2 separate regions of the Macaca mulatta genome follow, and region 2 is linked to region 1. A link is a contact called in public Micro-C data. All regions are on one chromosome and are shown on one strand. Each heading gives the region's core, a stretch centred on a gene start, on an enhancer-like site or on the middle of the called end of the contact. The rest is flanking DNA. Distances are from core to core; before and after follow the strand shown. Region 1 holds the start of MTHFS (methenyltetrahydrofolate synthetase). Region 2 holds the start of BCL2A1 (BCL2 related protein A1).

Region 1 (5,944 bases), core at 1,906-4,405:
TACAGTGACAATAAGAATAAATATGCTTTTCTAAATGAAAGACATCATTTAACACCTTTATTGAGCATTCACTATGGCAAAACACTACACAGTACACTGATGTTTCCAGAGATGATCCATTGGTTAGTCATGAAATCAATAGCAGGCTATAATTTTTAAATGAAATAGAATAGCAAATATTAAAGTTCGAGTCAGGCACAGGGGCTCACGCCTGTAATCCCAGCACTTTGAGAGCCAGAAGCGGGAAGATCATGAGGTCGAGTTCGAGACCACCCTGGCCAACATGGTGAAACCCCGTCTCTACTAAAAATGGAAAAATTAGCTGGGCATGGTGGCACCTGCCTGTAATCCCAGCTACTTGGGAGGCTGAGGCAGGAGAATCGCTTGAACGTGGGTGGCGGAGGTTGCAGTGAGCTGAGATCATGCCACCGCACTCCAGCCTGGGTGACAGAGCAAGACTCTGTCTTGAAAAAAAAAGAAAATATTACATTTCATTGTATGTGGTAAGAGCTGTAACATGTTCCTTGTATGTGTATATTTGTTTGTACAGAGTAAAATGTATTTATCACTGAGGGTCATGGGTCTGCTTTTTAATTTTTCTCTCTCCTCCTTTAATGCCAGCTCTCAGTTGTCATTCTATTGCTGTTAGTGACTCTGTATCTATGTAGCCACTATTCCCATCTATAGTTTATGAATTCTAATCTTCTATGGACAAAGACAACATAGAAGATTAGAAACTGAATTCATCTTTATTTCCCCCATGCTCCTCCAAAATTTGTTCCACTTCCTACATTCTTTATGCCCAAGGTTAAACACCATTATACCCAGCTCTAAATTTTGGAATCATAGGTGACTCTCCTCCCCTTCCAGTATTCTCTAACCTCTTCCAATCAGTTGCCAAGTACTGCTGTTTCTCACTTAACAGTCTCCCATTTGCCTCCTTTCCCCCTATCTTCACTGCCCATGCTCTGGTTTGCATCTTTTTCATCTTTCACTTGAATTGGCACAACAGCCCCTTACTGGTCTCCATTTTTTTTTTTCTTTCTTCATTCCTCAACCCATTACCCAAATGCTGCCAGTATACCCTTCCTAAAGGACATATCAAAAAATAGGTAAAGCACTGAATACATCCCTTTACACACTTCTTTAACTCTCACAATCGACCTACAAGAGTGATATTATCCATTTTATAGACAAGGAACCAAGGGTTCTGAGAGATTATGAGACCTGTCCAAGGATATACAGTTAAAAGACAGTGGCGCCAGATTAAACCCAGATCTGTGTAGTTCCAACGCCCATGCTAAACTGTATCCTGTCATCTCTTGCCTAAATATCCCTACTCACACTCCCCTATCCCATCTTTCCCTTCACCCGAAAAAATTCATCTTGTTCTCCAAAATTCACCTCAACATTTTGCAATAGAAAGCTTTCCAATTCCCCCTCCCCAAGGCTACATTTCCACAATATTGGTGTTTACCTTTATCATAGATCTGGCTTCAATGCAATTCTTTATTCATGTCTGTTTCCTCTTTGAGGCTATCTGCTCCTTTAGAGTAACAATCATCTTTTTCATGTCCACAACCCAGTACATAGCCAAGTGTGCACTACTTAGGTGTTCAACATATGTGAATGAATTAGCTAAATTTTAAACAACTAGATATAGACAAGAGTGTATATCCTTTACATATACTAAAACACCCAGCAATGCTTCCTCATAATAGCTAAAATAATTGTTTGAACGACCGAATTAACATCTGTACAGATTCCCTCATGCACACCTACATAGATGAAGAGAGGGGTGAAATAAGTATATCTGATTTACTGCTTTAACCCATTGGCACCTTGAATTTGAGCAAATAACGGATAATAGAATAGTGAGGGGTAATTACGAAAGCCTGATGGTATAACTAATTCCAAGGAACATCAAGTCTCCAAATATCCACTGGTGTCTCTGAGGCATGATGCTGGGAAGACAGATCATCAGTTTGACTTACAACAGAATTACACATACGTACTTATTCAGGGGACATTAAATTTTTCTTCCTCTGGTGTCTAACAAAAATGAGTCCCCAAAAACTCTTTAGAACATGCCTTCAAGACAGGATATGACTCCCATTTTATTGATAAGAAAACTGATATTACATAGACAGACTAAAAATACATAGCAGTGCAGTCGGTGAAAATAATAAAACAGAGGTCTGCTAACCAACAAACAGGGACTCTCATTTACTCCTCTCATTTCTCTCTTCTGTTTCCTATGTTCTGGGGAAGCCTGGGTATGACAGCTACGTCTTCCTTTCATTCACTCAACAAAAAGCATTTAATGTTGACCAACTCTGAGACAGGAAAGGCCTAGGCCCTGGAGCTACTGAGACACAGCCTTAGCCCTCCATATACTTAGTGAAGTGCAGTCAACATCTGAGTTCTGACCTTTGGCATCTCCACACTTTTTTTGGTGTTCCCTTGTCTGAAGCACCTGCATCTTTCTCTGGCCATTTTACTAAAGTAACTGGAGTCTGACTCGTAGCTCATTAACTTTAGGACTCACTGAGGGAACCTGGGCACTCAAGAGTTCACCCATCTCCTCTACCACAACTTTCTGTTCTCACCCTGCTCTCACCACAGTACCGTCATCCCCGCGGAGGAGTTTTCGAGCACCAAAGGTGCCACCCATGCAAACGAACTCCCCTCCCAGAGATAAATCTGTCAACCCCTGCCGTCCTCTCGCTCTTTAGCCCCACAACTTTCACTACCGGGCCCCCTCTCCGCCACAGTGCGAAGAACAGCCAGACTACGACCAGGGGACGGGCGCGCGCCAGGAACGGGCGTGCGGACGCCGGGAGGGGAAACGTGCGCGCGCCTGGAGGGGAAACGTGCGCGTGCCGGGAGGGCCTAGCCCTGCGCCTGCACTGACCAGGCACGGATTAGCAATCGCTGGCAGCCAGGCGTTCAGAGAGTCTGTCCGCCGCGGCTTCCGCTACAGGCGGCCTCGCACCTTCTGGGTCAGTACGCGGGACTGACGTAGCCTCTCCTCGGCGCTCATCGCCCGCAGACGCTGCTTCAGCTCTCCTCGCAGGCTCCGCTTGGCGCTGCTCACCGCTGCCGCCGCCATCTCACGCCCAAGCCCAGTCCAATCCCACCCTCGGCGCCCTGGGGTTTGGTCTCCGCCCCTGGCCGCTCCCAGGTGGATCCGCGGCCTAGGGGCGGGTCGGGACTCGGGGAAGCGCCCCCACCCCGCTTCCGGGACGCGGGCCCTTGGCGTGCCGCGCGCTTGCCTGGCCTCCGGCCATTGGGAGCCAGCCCTCGTGCGGCCGCCGATGGTCCGGCCCGCCCTCCCTGGCTACCGGGAGCTCTGGCGAGGCGCCGTCGCTGCCCTGCCGCCTGACCTCCCTGAGCCCGAGCCCTCACCCGAACCGCGGAGGCGGCAGCGCCACTGGCGGGGATGGTAAAGACGGCCGGCAGTACCCACGGTGCCTGGCATCTCGTGTACTGTTGAGTACTGGGACTTCAGGGGCCAGAAGGGCAAGGCAGGACAAGTAGCGAAATCGTCACGAGTCGCTTAACTCCAGGGATATGTCTGACAGATGCCCCGATTTCCTTCTGGTGCAAACATAAAGAGTGTAGTTACAAAGTTACTACACACCTATGCTACACACCTGTACAGCGTATTTTGTACCAAATACTGTAGGCAATTGTAGCACCATGATACTTGTGCATCTAAACACAGAAAAGGTAATGTGTTGGTTGGCTACCACATCAGTAGGTATTAGGAATTTTTCAGTTCCATTATAATCTTAAGAGACCACAGTGGTTGATGGAAATGTCCTTATGTGATGAATGTATAGATGATACATAGTCGGGAATATTGTTAAAGCAGTAACTGTAGTGTAAAAGCCAAATTTTGTGGATTCTAGTGTGAATGTATTCCAGGTCATAGTGCCCATGTAGGTACTTCCTGTTATAACCATCAGTGACTGTTCATTCCCACCACTCAGCTCTGATTAAAACACAAAAATGAATTAAAACTGAAAGCAGTTTAGGGGGTGGGTGAGGCACTCGCAGGAAGAGGTAAAAGAAACTGTGAAGTCTTGAACTGCTCCCAGTAGACAGGCGCCTCAGATTGCCTCTCAGATGTGACTTCCTAAAACCAGAGCTGCCTCTTCCAAAACTACTTCCCTACTGACAGCCCCAGTGTCCTAATCCCCACCGTTAAGAATCACACCTCCTAAGTAAAGCATAAAAGTGCCCGGCGAGAATGCACATGGCTTGAGAGGGGAAATCTGGCTTCTTTATGGAATCTATCAACAGCTTCCGGGGAAAGGTAATGCAAGTCCCAGGGGGATTGTGTTGTAAGAAGAAGGGAAGGCCAGGCAGATATAGCGTATACATATTGCAATCAGATTTGCTGACCTAAAAATTAGAACATGAGGTCTAACAAACTACGTAATTTTCTAATCTGTTCATTTTTACCAAAAAAAAAAAAAAAAAATTAGCATTAGCTCCACGTTGAATCACTTACCTAATTTTCTTTGTTCAGAATATCGCAGAGTATCCTGCATACCAGGTTGCCATATCCATCAACCCCAAATGGCAAGCCAGAGAGAGAAGGCTGGGAAGGAGGCATCAGTGGAAACTCTAAGCAGCCAGGGGCACTGGAAACTGCAGACAGCATGGGAAAGAAGGAAGGAAGGAGGGAAGAGGGAAGGCGACCTGAGTCTGCTTCTAGCCTGAGTCTGCTTCTCAGTCTAGTCTGCAGTCTAGCCTAGTGACACGGAGGACTTTTGGGTAATGGGCACACCTTAAAAGTCTGCAGAAAAGATACCCCCTTCCTAATCATCATCCCATAATTAATTGCCTGGCTCCTGTGTTGAGCTTTACCCTTTGGCTGAATTTCCAGGCAGACTCCAAAAATGAAGACAAAAATGGCATATAGAGAAAATTACATACAATTTATTTATTAAATAGGGATAAAATTTCTGTAACTCTAGAAGGTCAAGTTACATCATCAAAGCTGTTTATTTAAAAGTAGAAGTATGTGTTGGCAATCGTTTTCTTAAGAGTCAGAAAAATTAGGCCGGTTTCACAATATGGAGTGTCCTTTCTGGTCAACAGTATTGCTTCAGAAGAGATAGCGTTTCACAGATCTTTCCTGTAACTTCTAGAAAAGTCATCCAGCCAGATTTAGGCTCAAGCTTCTTTACAAAGCCATTTTCCTGAGAGAATAAATTTAACATTTTAAAAAATCACTGGAGATTATGCTGGAATAAAAAGCAAAAATATTTTCATTTAAATAATGCAAATAGTTAATCTTCTACCCCTTCTGTCCCTCTAAAGGAAGCATTGTGTAACAGAAACACAGTGTGACCTACATCTGTAATTTTAATTTTTGGTAGCCACATTTTAAAAAGTATAAAAATCGGAAAAATTAATTTTTAAGATATATTTAGTGATGATTTCAATATGTAATCAATGTCAAATCACTAATGAGATATTCTTTTTTTTTATAACAAACCTTCAAAATCTCATGAGTATTTAGTACTTACAGCACATTTTAATTCAGACTAGCCACATTTCACTACCATAGTGGACAGCAAGCACAGCTCTAGAGGATAAAAAGTATTTTGTTGTTCTCGTTCTTGTTTAATTGTCCATTGATTTCAATGCACTTATATTTGTAATATGAATTCTATTATACAGTAAACTGCATTGTATTGAAACTCATGAGAACTCACAGTAAATCCAAATTAAACCAATACCTTTGAAGCTATGAAAAGGTTGATGGTTTCTTTTATAATCTACTCTCTTTGTGATTGGACATAGTTTTAAAAATGTAGGATAACCCAATTAACTGGACATTTTATTTAATTTATCATCTATAATCATAAAATCCTCACTGAAAAGTACCTCTGAGATCATCTAGCCTAATGCCCTCTCTTAACAAATG
Region 2 (5,944 bases), core at 2,511-5,010, 60 kb after region 1:
CAATTTTAACATTTAATTAAATTACAGATTGTATGTTTTATGATGACTTCTTGAGTTTTTTCAGGTGGGTAGAAGTGAGAGGCTGGTGCTCACATCTTGATAAAGTTGTAAGTGCCTCCTCTACCCTTACTTCTTCTTGTGGGCCACTGACTCTACTAGCATAGGCATGTGATTGTGCCATTTCCCCTGAAATGAATAATTCAAGAGTAAATTCACTCATTTGAGCAGATTTGTCAACATCACTATGAAAAGAAGATAACAGTTTTCCATGCCAGTTTGCACTGAATCAAAAAAGCACTGCCTATCATTGACAGAACCAATGTCTCATCTGAGGTGGGAAAGCAGCATGGAGATTGCTTTGAAATGACATCTTCAAGAGTATTTCATGTCTACAACCTGAACTATTCAGGTGCTTTTTTTAAAAAAAAAAAAAAAAAAAAGAGAGCTTGGAAACTTTAGAAAGGCTGAGTGTGTGCATGTGCAGGCAATGTGTGTATTTGTATCTACACTTGGGAGAGGTTCATCCGGCCACACTTATGTTTACATCTGTACCACCCTCGAAAGATGAGGGCACTACTAGAAATTCTCAGAGACAATTCCACACCTCTTGCTAACAGTGAGTTCCGGGAGCTCACAAAATTTATTGTGGAGAAGTTAAATTTTTAAGTAACATTTATTCACTGTCTGTGTGTTCCAAGTACTATGTTAAGCATTAGAAATACAATCCAAACCCACATAGAGCCTGCAAACCAGTAGAGTATTTCTCTGCAGGCTTACCTGTGGTCCTCTGTGCTAGAGAATGTTTGCCTTCGCCTGAAATCTACAGAGTGCTGCTGAAATTTCCACCAGTCCTCAAGTATAGCCTCCTCCCACAGCCAGAAGAAAACATGATAAAACATTTCACATGCTTCGCCCAGCCTCAGTCAGGCTGAGTTAGAAAGAACTAAGTTCCAGAAAGAAGGTGACTGAGAAAGGGGAGTAGCTGCAGTAAGCTCTATCATGCAGGAAGGCCTTAAACAAAATGAAAAAGGCATCAAGTAAAAGATCAATAAATTTGATCGCAACAAACTTTTAAACGTTTATAATGACCAAAGACGTTGTTAGCTTTAAAGGATAATCAGCAAACTAAAATATATCTGCCACATATATAAAAATAATTTGGCTGGGTGCGTGGCTCACACCTGTAATCCCACGACTTTGGGAGGCCAAAGTGGGAGGATCACCTGAGGTCAGGAGTTCAAGACCAGCCTGACCAACATGGTGAAACCCCATCTCTACTAAAAATACAAAATTAGCTGGGTGTGGTGGCACACACCTGTAATCCCAGCTACTTGGGAGGCTGAGGCAGAAGAATTGCTTGAAACCAGAAGGCAGAGGTTGCAGTGAGTTGAGATCACACCATTGCACTCCAGCCTGGGCAACAAGAACGAAAACTCTGTCTCAAAAAATTTAAATAATAATAATAATAATTTGTATCCAGAATATTCAAAGAATTCCTACAAATCAATAAGAAAAAGACAAAATAAAAGGAAAATGGGCAAAGGGTGTAAACCGACAATTGCCTGCATTTACAAATAATCAATTAATATATGAAAAGATGCTCAAAATGTAAAAAAAATTTAGCCTTACTAGTAATCAAGAAAATGAGAATTGAAACAAGATAAACTCTATATTTTTAGCCCAAAAAATTAAGGAAATTATGACGAATTGCAACAACCTAATGTTAGTCAGCTGGGGTAGGGGGACTGCGGGATACTCTAACAAGCTGCTGATGGGAGTGGAACTTGGTGGAGCCACTTTGGAAGGCAAGGACCTAGTAAATTAAAAAATGTACGCCACCATGACCCAGCATCTACAACCCAACATCCACCCTGGAAAACTACACACACGCACAAGGGAAGATATATGTAAAATGATATTCAATGAAGCATTGTGTGTGATAGCAAACTCAAAATAACCTAAAGAGCTATCAGCTACAAATGGCCACTCTACAGCATTTACATACAACAGAATATACACAGCATTCTTAATACTATTTTAAATAACTCTGGATAAAATAATAAGTGGCAGAATTAGTACCATGTACTATTTTTACATATACACATGTAAAAATATGTACACAAAATTTATTGTATATATAAAAAATTATGTGTATATGTAAAAAAGTATGTGTTATATGGTATAACAGATACGTTATGTAAAACATATACATAAGCATACATACACATTTTACATAACTTTTTTTACAAAAAATTTTTTACAAAGAAGTATTGTTTATTTTCTATGGATATATACAGTAGGCATGTTTTGCATGCAAAATAATTGATAACAGTGGTTACCTCTTGGGAGAGGTGAAGGCCAGGAATTAGGCGTTGGAGAGAGGATTCATGAACACTTACGTGCTTTAAAAAAATAATCATTAAGTATATTGGGATATAAAGGAAAGCATATACATCCAGCTGTGTCAGGCTTTTTACCAACATGAGTTTCAACACAGGCCCCTACACAGTCTTGGCTTTTTGAGGCACTGGATAATAAAGTGAATTTTTAGTTGAAAATTCTTGAATAAAGTTTCTTGCTGGTGATACTGTACATTATGTTTTAATCAACAAACTTTAACAGCCCAGAATTTATTGTTAGTAATAATTTGTTATACATTATATATAATTTGCTATACATTAGTATATGTTACAATTTGCTATGTATTAGTAAACTGAAAAACACCAATTTGTAAGCAATGAACTTACAAAAATTTACACCTGTCTTTTGCAACCTTATAAATACCTAAAAATAACAGCATCTAATAGCAACTCTTTCTGTACTGATTGTGGAAATTTCTGTACTGTCTGTACTGTCATGACAACCCTAGCAAAAGCTAAGTACTAGATTAGAGTGTGTACACAGCTGACTGTGAAGCTGAATGAGAGAGGTGCTTTGTTAGTCCCCAAACTTCACTACTGTAATTTATACTGTTAGGAATAAAAACTGGAAACACAAGTACTTTCCAACTATAAAGTTCAAGTTCAAGGATTCATCGGAAATAAGCCAGAAAGTATATTATTTTAAAAATTAAAACAAACCACCCAAGGAAACTAGTATTCTTAGGTAAGTGTTTTGTTGTTTTAATTAGCAAGGAAATTCTCAATTTCTATTTCACAGTAAAGAACAATGAAGAATTTTTCCATCACACATACCCAGCCTCCGTTTTGCCTTATCCATTCTCCTGTGTTATTCATTATGAACTCAGCAACAAAATACGAAATCTCCTTATAAGTATCCACATCCGGGGCAATTCGCTGTCGTAGAAGTTTCTTGATGAGAATACCTTCAAATGCAAATATGGTTACAATTCTTCCCCAGTTAATGATGCCATCTTCAAACTCCTTTTCCATCACTTGATTGAATAGTGTTCTGGCAGTGTCTATGGATGCAACATTAACATTGTCCAAGCATGGCTTCAGATTCTTTTCCACTTCTTTTTGGACTGAGAATGCAACCTTTTGTAGCACTCTGGACGTTTTGCTTGGACCCGATCCAGGTTGTGGTATCTGCAGAACGTACTGCAAATAGTCCTGAGCTAGCCTGTAAATATATCCAAATTCACAGTCTGTCATCTTCTGCCTGGTGGAGAGCAAAGTCTTGAGCTGGCTCACCTTGAAGCTGTTGAGGCAATGTGACGAGAATGCTCCCTGAGCTTGGCTGAGTTATGACACATGATGATACGTGGAGGTTGGTGGAATTTCTGTTTGCATCACTTTATAATGGCCTTCCTCCTAGTCACTTTCGTGCGTAGGCTGTGTTTCATGTCGTGTATGAAAGAGAAAGTTTAAAATGTGAAAGAGGAAAATGTTTCAGAGAGGCCACTTCCTCATCCTGTGATTAATTCAGCTTTACAAGTCTTAAATGCAGGATGTGGAGAAATTAGAATCCTTGTAGATTGCTGGTGGGAATGCGAAAGGGCGCAACCCCTGTGAAAAGGCTGGCAGTTTCTCAAAAAGTTAAATACAGAATTATCACAAGACCCAGCAGTTCCATTCATAGGTACACAACCAACAGATCCTCAAATACTTACATACGAATGTACATGGCAGCACTATTCACAATAGCCAAGAGCTGGGCACAACTCAAATATTCATCAAGAGATGAATGGATAAATAAATTATGGAACATTATTCATTCAAAAAAAGGAATGAAGAACTGATACATACATGCTTCACCAGGAATGAACCTCAAAAACATTAGGCTAATAGAAAGAAGCCAAACAGAAAAGGTCATACATTATGTGATTCTATTTCTATGAAATATCCAGAATAGTTAAATCCATAGGAATAGAAAGCAAATTGATGGTTGCCAGGGACTGAGGAGAGGGAGGAGTAACTGCTTAATGGGTAGAAGGTTTTCTTTTGTGTGATGAAAATGTTTTGCAAGGCCGGGCCGTTGGCTCACGCCTGTAATCCTAGCACTTTGGGAGGACAGGGCAGGTGGATTGCCTGAGCTCAGGAGTTTGAGACCAGCCTGGGCAACATGGTGAATACCCGTCTCTATCAAAATACAAAAATGTAGCCGGCGGGCAGCATGTGCCTGTAGTCCCAACTACTCGGGAGGCTGAGGAAGGAGAATTGCTTGAACCCGGGAGACAAAGGTTGCAGTGAGCCAAGATCACGCCACGGCACTCCAGTCTGGGCAACAAAGCGAGACTCTGTCTCCAAAAAAAAAGAAAAGAAAATGTTTTGCAACTAGATAGAGGTGGAAGTTGCACAACACTGCGAAGGTACTAAATGCCACTGAATTGTTTACTTTAAAACGGTTTTGTGAATTTCAAATTTAAGAAAAGTCTTAAATGCCATCCACGAGGTAAACCGGAGTAAAGACAATTTGGAATGGAGACTACAGAACAGTCTGGGTGGCAGAGAACAGGGCCTCTCGAGGTGACTCTGGCAGTACTGCCCTTGATCATCTGTAATTGAGTAAGGATGATACAGAGAGGGAAGAAGAAAATGCCCTCTTTTCAGGAGATCGAGACCATCCTGGCTAACCCAGTGAAACCCCGTCTCTACTAAAAAATACAAAAAAAACTAGCCAGCTGTGGTGGCGGGCGCCTGTAGTCCCAGGTACTTGGGAGGCTAAGGCAGGAGAAGGGCGTAAACCCCGGAGGCGGAGCTTGCAGTGAGCTGAGATCCGGCCACTGCACTCCAGCCTGGGCGACAGAGCGAGACTCCGTCTCAGAAAAAAAAAAAAAAAGAAAATACCCTCTTTGGGCCAGCCACCGTGGCTCACGCCTGTAATCCCAGCACTGGGAGGCCGAGGCAGGCGAATCATGAGGTCAGGAAATCGAGACCATCCTGACTAACACGGTGAAACCCCGTCTCTACTAAAAATACAAAAAATTAGATGGGCATGGTGGCAGGCGCCTGTACTCCCCACTTGGGAGGCTGAGGCAGGAGAATCGTTTGAACCCAGGAGGCAGAGCTTGCAGTGAGCCGAAATTGCACCACTGCACTCCAGCCTGGGCGACAGAGCGAGACTCCATCTCCAAAAAAAAAAAAAAAAAGAAAAAAAAAAGAAAAAGAAAATATCTTCTTTGGTCTTCACCTTCCGCCTGCTCTAGGATTTCTGATAGAAAACAAAATTCTGCTTTAAGCCTGACTTAATTCACATTTTTAACTCAGGTAAACTATCCAATGTGTGGATTAGAAATTTCGGGACCAGAAAGAGCACTGGACTTACAGTCAGAGGGCCTGGACTCAGTCCCAGTCAAATCTCTCTTTCCTAAGTGTGTACCCTGGGTCTGTGCTTAATTTGTAAAATGAGGCAATACATGTTGACCTCAGAGGGCTGAGGTGAAGTTCAAAGGGATGACCTGTGTAAAGCCTCTATCACCATGCCTGGTAAAACGTAGGTGCGTAATCAAAGCTAGTTCCCCATTGTTCTTTTGTGGACTAAT

What was found. Hi-C and Micro-C count contacts between places; a contact is called where the count stands out from the background.
Region 2: a Micro-C map of CD4 T cells shows a contact between it and region 1, with 3 times the contacts expected there. The contact joins the promoter of BCL2A1 here to the promoter of MTHFS in region 1. A contact is called at or near these places in 5 of 14 Hi-C or Micro-C datasets (CD4 T cells, blood, fetal cortex germinal zone and 2 more).

What each region holds. Positions count from the first base shown.
Region 1 is chr7:58,111,204-58,117,147 of T2T-MMU8v2.0, forward strand. It overlaps MTHFS (methenyltetrahydrofolate synthetase), which reads right to left and starts at 3,156. Exons shown (of 3, transcript NM_001266078.1): 1 at 2,996-3,156. The coding sequence starts at 3,112. LOC144330034 (a long non-coding RNA gene) reads left to right here. Exons shown (of 2, transcript XR_013395854.1): 2 at 551-3,138.
Region 2 is chr7:58,170,329-58,176,272 of T2T-MMU8v2.0, forward strand. It overlaps BCL2A1 (BCL2 related protein A1), which reads right to left and starts at 3,761. Exons shown (of 2, transcript NM_001261278.1): 1 at 3,195-3,761. The coding sequence starts at 3,614.